2 separate regions of the Sus scrofa genome follow, and region 2 is linked to region 1. The links are chromatin contacts, called in public HiChIP or PLAC-seq maps. All regions are on one chromosome and are shown on one strand. The core of a region is the stretch at or near the end of the contact, and the rest is flanking DNA. Distances in the headings are between cores, read along the strand shown. Region 1 holds the start of ZBP1 (Z-DNA binding protein 1). Region 2 holds the start of PMEPA1 (prostate transmembrane protein, androgen induced 1).

What was found. HiChIP or PLAC-seq counts read pairs in DNA pulled down with a chosen protein or histone mark.
Region 2: an H3K27ac HiChIP or PLAC-seq map of alveolar macrophages shows a contact between it and region 1. The contact joins the promoter of PMEPA1 here to the promoter of ZBP1 in region 1. A contact is called at or near these places in 1 of 47 Hi-C or Micro-C datasets (embryonic fibroblasts) and 2 of 2 datasets of contacts at active chromatin or transcription factors (alveolar macrophages and skeletal muscle).

The regions. Positions count from the first base shown.
Region 1 is chr17:57,984,664-57,987,597 of Sscrofa11.1, forward strand. ZBP1 (Z-DNA binding protein 1) reads right to left here and starts at 1,454. Exons shown (of 9, transcript NM_001123216.1): 1 at 1,288-1,454. The coding sequence starts at 1,381.
Region 2 is chr17:58,052,206-58,055,139 of Sscrofa11.1, forward strand. PMEPA1 (prostate transmembrane protein, androgen induced 1) reads right to left here and starts at 1,469. Exons shown (of 4, transcript NM_001123203.1): 1 at 941-1,469. The coding sequence starts at 950.

The sequences.
Region 1 (2,934 bases), core at 204-2,703:
CCGCAGCTGGGATCCAATCCAAACCACTGCGGCTTTGCCCAGCCTTGGAAAGAGCTTGATTCTTGAAAAGCTGCCCCTGGTGGGCGTCTCCCCCTGGCTCCTCCTCCAGTCACCTGACCCTAAAGGGGAACCGATGCCAAGAAGGCTGGGCTGGCCTCCTTGGCTCGCTCTCCCAGCTGGGGAACCGGAAGCTGTGAAATGGACGAAGCGAGGGACCCCTGGAAAGCCCGCAGCGGAGGAAGTTAAATTTGGTCACGAAGTGCCCCTGACAGGTACCGGCAGGTCCCCTCGGGAAGTATGACAGGACCTTGGGGAACAGCCGGGGCCCCTGGGCCACACCCGGTCAGCCGCCCTCCCCGGCTTGCTCTCTTTTCTGGGTTTGAGACCCACTTCTGTCACCTGCTACCCAGTTCTGTCACCTGCTATCTGGGAAACAGTGAAACGTGTGGCTCCATGAAAGATTGCGGTAAGGATTTTTTGTTTGTTTGTTTGTTTTGTTTTGTTGCCTTTTCTAGGGCCACACCCATGGCATAGAGAAGTTTCCAGGCTAGGTAGGGGTCGAATCGGAGCTGGAGCCGCCGGCCTACGCCAGAGCCACAGCAACGCGGGATCCTAGCCGTGTCTGCAAACTACACCACAGCTCACAGCAACCGGATCCTTAACTCACTGAACAAGGCCAGGATCGAACCCTCAACCTCCTGGTTCCTAGTCGGATTCATTAACCACTGAGCCACGAGGGGAACTCCTGGTGAGGATTAAATGAGCTCATGATCACAAAACACAAACGAAGAAACAAAAAGCCCCTCAGGTCACAGCCCACGAGCTTTTGTTGTGTGGGGGGGGCGCCTAGAGCACAGCAATGGCTCAATAACAACTGGCTGTCACTCAGCGCTGCCTGAAGCAAAGTTATCCCAGGAGAGAAGGAAGCAGGATGCAGCCAGGCACAAGCCCGGGGCCACCCGTCCAAACTTCTGTTCTTCCTCCAAACCGAGGGTGAGGACAGGGGCTCGGGTCCCAGGCTCAGTGGGGTTGTTTCACCAGCAGAGCCTCAGGGATCTCAGGTGGAAGACGGAACGGCCATCAGGCTTGCCCCGGGGGTCCTTGCAACATGCACACCAAGCGTGTTGCAAGCTGCCCGGGGCAGATGGAGGCTCTGAGTCAGACCCAATGGCCTCTCTCCCTCTTTCTCGCTCCTGCTTTGCTATCAGGGCTGTGATCGGCCGAGAAAAGGAACCAGGACAAAGTGCAAGTTCCACCCAGGAATGTCCCCTGTTCCTTAGAAGGTACCTGCATCCTCTGGGTCGGCAGGGGTCTCGGCCACGTCGGCAGCAGCCGCTGGGAGCCTGGGAGCCTTGGGGACAGTGGCCTGCTCCGACTCCATGGCCTTGAGAAGGTGGGTCCGGCCGAGGCTGAGTGTCGTTTTGTGACCCAGCCTGGGGCTGCTGGCAGCTGTGAGGATGTTCCAGCTTCACTCACCAGATGTGAGCTGTTCACGTGCCCGGAAACAGGCCTCGTCACTGAATGAGCAGATTCAGGGCATGAAGAAAATGAAACTTGTCTGTGTGGTATTCGAAAGAAACAAAACTGAAAGTAGAACGGAGCAAGACAGAGTTACGGCTGCAACTAGATGCCCGTGGGGAGTTGCTGAGCTGGGCAAGGCCAGACCTTCCTCTGGGGCCGAGGGCTCCCACTGTGACCCCCACAAGCCCACCAAGACACCTGGGGGGTGCCCTGTTCACCTTTGTATATGTCATAACGGCAGCCCTAAGCAATGAGATCCTGCTGTGTGGCACTGGGAACTATATCTAGTCACTTGTGATGGAGCTTGATGGGGGATAATGTGAGAAAAAGAATGTGCGTGTGTGTGTGTGTGTGTGTGTGCGTGCGCGTGTGCGCGAGACTAGGTCAGTTTGCTGTTCAGTAGAAAATTGACAGAACCCTGTAAACCAACTATAATAGAGAAAATAAAAATCACTATTTAAAAATTTTTTTAAATAAAAAATAAAAGAAGTTAACAGTTTCACCAAAAAAGGGGGGGAAAAGCACAACGCCAGCCCTCTTTCCTGAGTCCCTTCTGCATGCTCTGTGATCCCGTGTGCCTCTGACTCATCGGCGGGGCGTAGGGGCTGATACTGGTCTCTTTTCTCAGAGAGGAAACTGAGCCACTTGCTCAAGGTGAGGCAGCCCACAGGGTCAGGGACTCGTCCCCAGAAGCCCCTGGGATCGGGGTCCCAGCTGTAGAGGGAAGGAGGGGGCGCCAGGGTGGGGCGCCCAGGGGGACATCATCCCCAGCATTTCCACAAAGGGAGGCATTCAGGACAAGTATATCCATGGAAGGGGTCCCAGAGGCTTGTCTCAAAGCTGTCTTTGTAAAGCAAGCAGGGAAAAAACCCAATGCCTGGCCCTCCTCAGAACAAAAAAATCCCAGTCTCAGGAGGTGGGGCTGAAGGTCCCAGGTGACTTTATTCGAACCCAAGGCGGAGTGTTGGACAAGTCAATAAAAACCACAGTGAGGCTTTTGTTCTTTTTTTTTTTTTTTTTTTTTTTTTTTTTTGCTTTTTTTGGGCTGCAGCCACAGCATATGGAAGGGGTCAAATTGGAGCTACAGCTGCCAGCCACAGCCACAGCCACAGCAACAAGGGATCCAAGCCATGTCTGCAACCTACACCACAGTTCACAGCAACAGCAGATCCTTGACCCACTGAGCAAGGCCAGGGATCGAACCTGCGTCTTCATGGATAATAGTCGGATTCGTTTCCTCTGCGCCATGACAGGAATTCCCTTACTCTTTTAAAATAAGCAAACAGGAGAAACATATATCTCTATGTGAATTGACAATATTAGTTTTAAATGCGGAATAATTGGGAGAGTGGAGTTGAAATGTCGAGGCACCCTCCGCTGGGGGCTCCGGCTGGGCCCCTGCAGGCTACAGGA
Region 2 (2,934 bases), core at 219-2,718, 68 kb after region 1:
GCTTCAAAGGCTCCCCTCCCGACCCTGGTGTGCCTCCTCCTTTCAGAGCAAGGCAGCCCCAAATACAGACAGCCCCAAACTTTGACTCATTTGTAACCACTGTCCCAGCCAGACTGAGCCAAGCTGTCCAGACAGAGGCTATTTATAGGTGCGTCGGGGACACAGACACTCACACAATGACACACACTCAGGATCCACGTTCAGCCAGAGCCGCCAGCGCGGAGCCCTAGATTCAGACACCTGGGTTCAAACGGTCCCCAGACCCCCAGAGAGATGCACCCAGACCGGGACACAGAGAGCCCCAGAGATCCGACAAGACTTGAGAACACAGACTCTTGGGGCGGCTCGCGAGCCAGACACACAGACACCCAGAGAGGGACGCCAGACCCAGACAGAGACACACAGATACGCACGCTCCACAGACGCACGGAAACCCACTCACACAGACCCACAGCGCCACGCACACTCCAGACACACACCCGGAGCCCCAGACACCGCGCAGGCCAGACAGTGTCTCACACACCCGACACCCCCCCCCCCGCCCCCAAGCCAAAGTTGATAAAGAGCCGGCCTAATTGCTCCATCGCGACTGCCCCTTAGGGAAATAAAATGGAAACTCTTCATGGATCCACCCGCCCCAGCCCTCCCGCGCCGGGCGCCCCTCCGGCCTCCCCTCCGCCCGGCCCCGGGTCCGAGTCCCGGCGGGCGGGGCGCGGACTGCGGGGGCCGTGCCAGGCTCGCAGCGCCGCGGGACAAAGCCGGGCCGGCGGCCAGCTGCCGCGAGCCGGGAGGGCGCGCCCGGGGCGCGGCGGGCGCAGCCGGGGCGCAGGGCGCACGGCCCGAGGGGGCGCGCACGGCCCAAGTCCCCGCCCGCATTTGCGCCTGACTCAGGGTCCGAGCCCGTAGGGGCCTCGGGGGAGGGGGGCGCGGGGTCACTCACTGATCTCCATGCTCTGGAACAAAGAGCGTTTGCAGTTGCACGTGCAGGAGACATTGGGCTGCCCGGCGGCGGCGGCGGCGGTGCTGTTGACCCCCATTAAGCGGTGCATGGACGGCGCGGCGGCGCGGCGCGGAGCGCAGGGGGCTCGGGGGCGGCCGGGGGGGCTCCGGCCGGCGCCCGGCGCTCGGGCCCCGCATGCAGGAGGCGCGCGGCGGGGAAGGCGCGCCCCGGCTCGCCGGGCTCGGGGCGCCGCCAAGTTCCCGGGGCGCCGCGGGACTCAGTGCTCGGGGCCGCGCTCCCCCGCGCCCCCCGGCTGCCCCTCCGCAGCCCCCGGGGCGTCGGCAGTGCCCGTGGGTGGCGTCCGGGAAATGGGCTGGCAGCCGGGGCGCGCGCTGCCGCCGGCGCTGAGCCTCTGCTGCTGGCTTCCCCCAGCCGAGCGCCTCCGCCGCCGCCGCCGCCTCCTCCTCATTCAAGTCCAAGGAGATCGGGTTTCGCTCCGAGACCGCGGTCGGAGGCAGGCAGACGGTCTGACGTCAGCGCTAGACGGGGCTGCCGGTTCCCACCGCGCGGGGGCCGGGGAGGGGGCGCGCGCTGCGCCAATCCCCGCCGAGGTTCCCCCGCACCCCCTCCCCGGGCCGCGGGGCGGGGTGACGGGGAAGGGGGCGGGCTCTTAAAGGGCCAGCGCCGGGCGGCCCGCGTAGACCCGCGACCCGCGCGCTGGAGGAAGGTCGTAGCGTCCGCTCCCCTACGGGGGTCGGTTTGGAAGCTCTGCCCCGCACACACCAGGCCGGGGGCGGGGAGCAGGTTTGGGTCCCAGCCGCACCCCCGCGCGTGGCGGATGCGTTCCTCGCAACCCGGCCCCCAGGGTCCTTGACCCAGGCTTTCGGGGGAAGTTTGCCCCCATGCCCCCGAGAGTACGAGGTCCCTGGGGCTCGGGATTAGGGACCAGGGGCCCGTCCTCCAGGTCACCCATTACCTGATTTCGCAGGAAACTCCCCGACTCCAGATCTGCAGCCCCAAGAGGCCCCAAGCCGTTTGCGACCCCCACGCACTTTAACCCGACCCAGATGAGGTCGACTGGGGAAGCGTGGAACTCCGGTAGACGCGTCCCGGACAGTTCTGAGAAACGCCCCCGACAGCTCCGAGAAACGCCCGGGAGCCCTTGTCATGTAAATACGCGTCGGGGACGGGGAACCTCCCCGCCGGCGGGGCCCGGGGCAAATCCACACCCAACGTCTGCTGCCCGAGGGGCCACCGGCCGTAGGGGGCGCGGCTCCGGTGTTCTAAAGAAGGGGGAGGAAGTGCGGGGGTGCGCTTTTATTTCGAGTTTTAATTACACAAGTGCTACAAGAACACATTCTCCTGGAATTAAAAAGATATTAAAATGTTACGTAAGAGGCCCCCCTCCCTGGCACATCGCCAAACTCTCAACACTTGGTGTGTCCCCTCCTAGACCCAGCCCTAAATCTCTATTTATTTAGCAAGCACTTATTTACTCGTGTCAGAAACTTACTAAACATGAACGCAATCTGACGCCTACTCAGAGAGGCAGAAATATTTTAAAAAATCCTGATTTTACAGACACGGAAACTGGCCTAGGGGTCGCTGGCTTAGGGTCCCAATGGAGGGGTTTGAGGCGGAATTCCCGTCTTTGGGGTATTTGCCCCTCCCCCCCATATATTTGTAATTCTTAAATATCCACACATCTCTGTAATGCCTGGAATGCTAGTGATGAGCAGAGCCTACTTTTGCTACACGGGGAAACAGGGTTTAAAGGTTATTGGTATTTCATGGAGTTTCCCATCATGGCTCAGGGGTAAGGCAACTGACTAGGATCCATGAGGACACAGGTTCCATCCCTGGCCTCCCTCTGCCGGGTAAGGTTCCGGCGTTGCATGAGCTGTGGTGTAGGTCGCAGATGCAGTTTGGATCCCATGTTGCTGTGGCTGTGGCGTAGGCTGGCAGCTGCAGCTCCGATTTGACCCCTAGCTTGG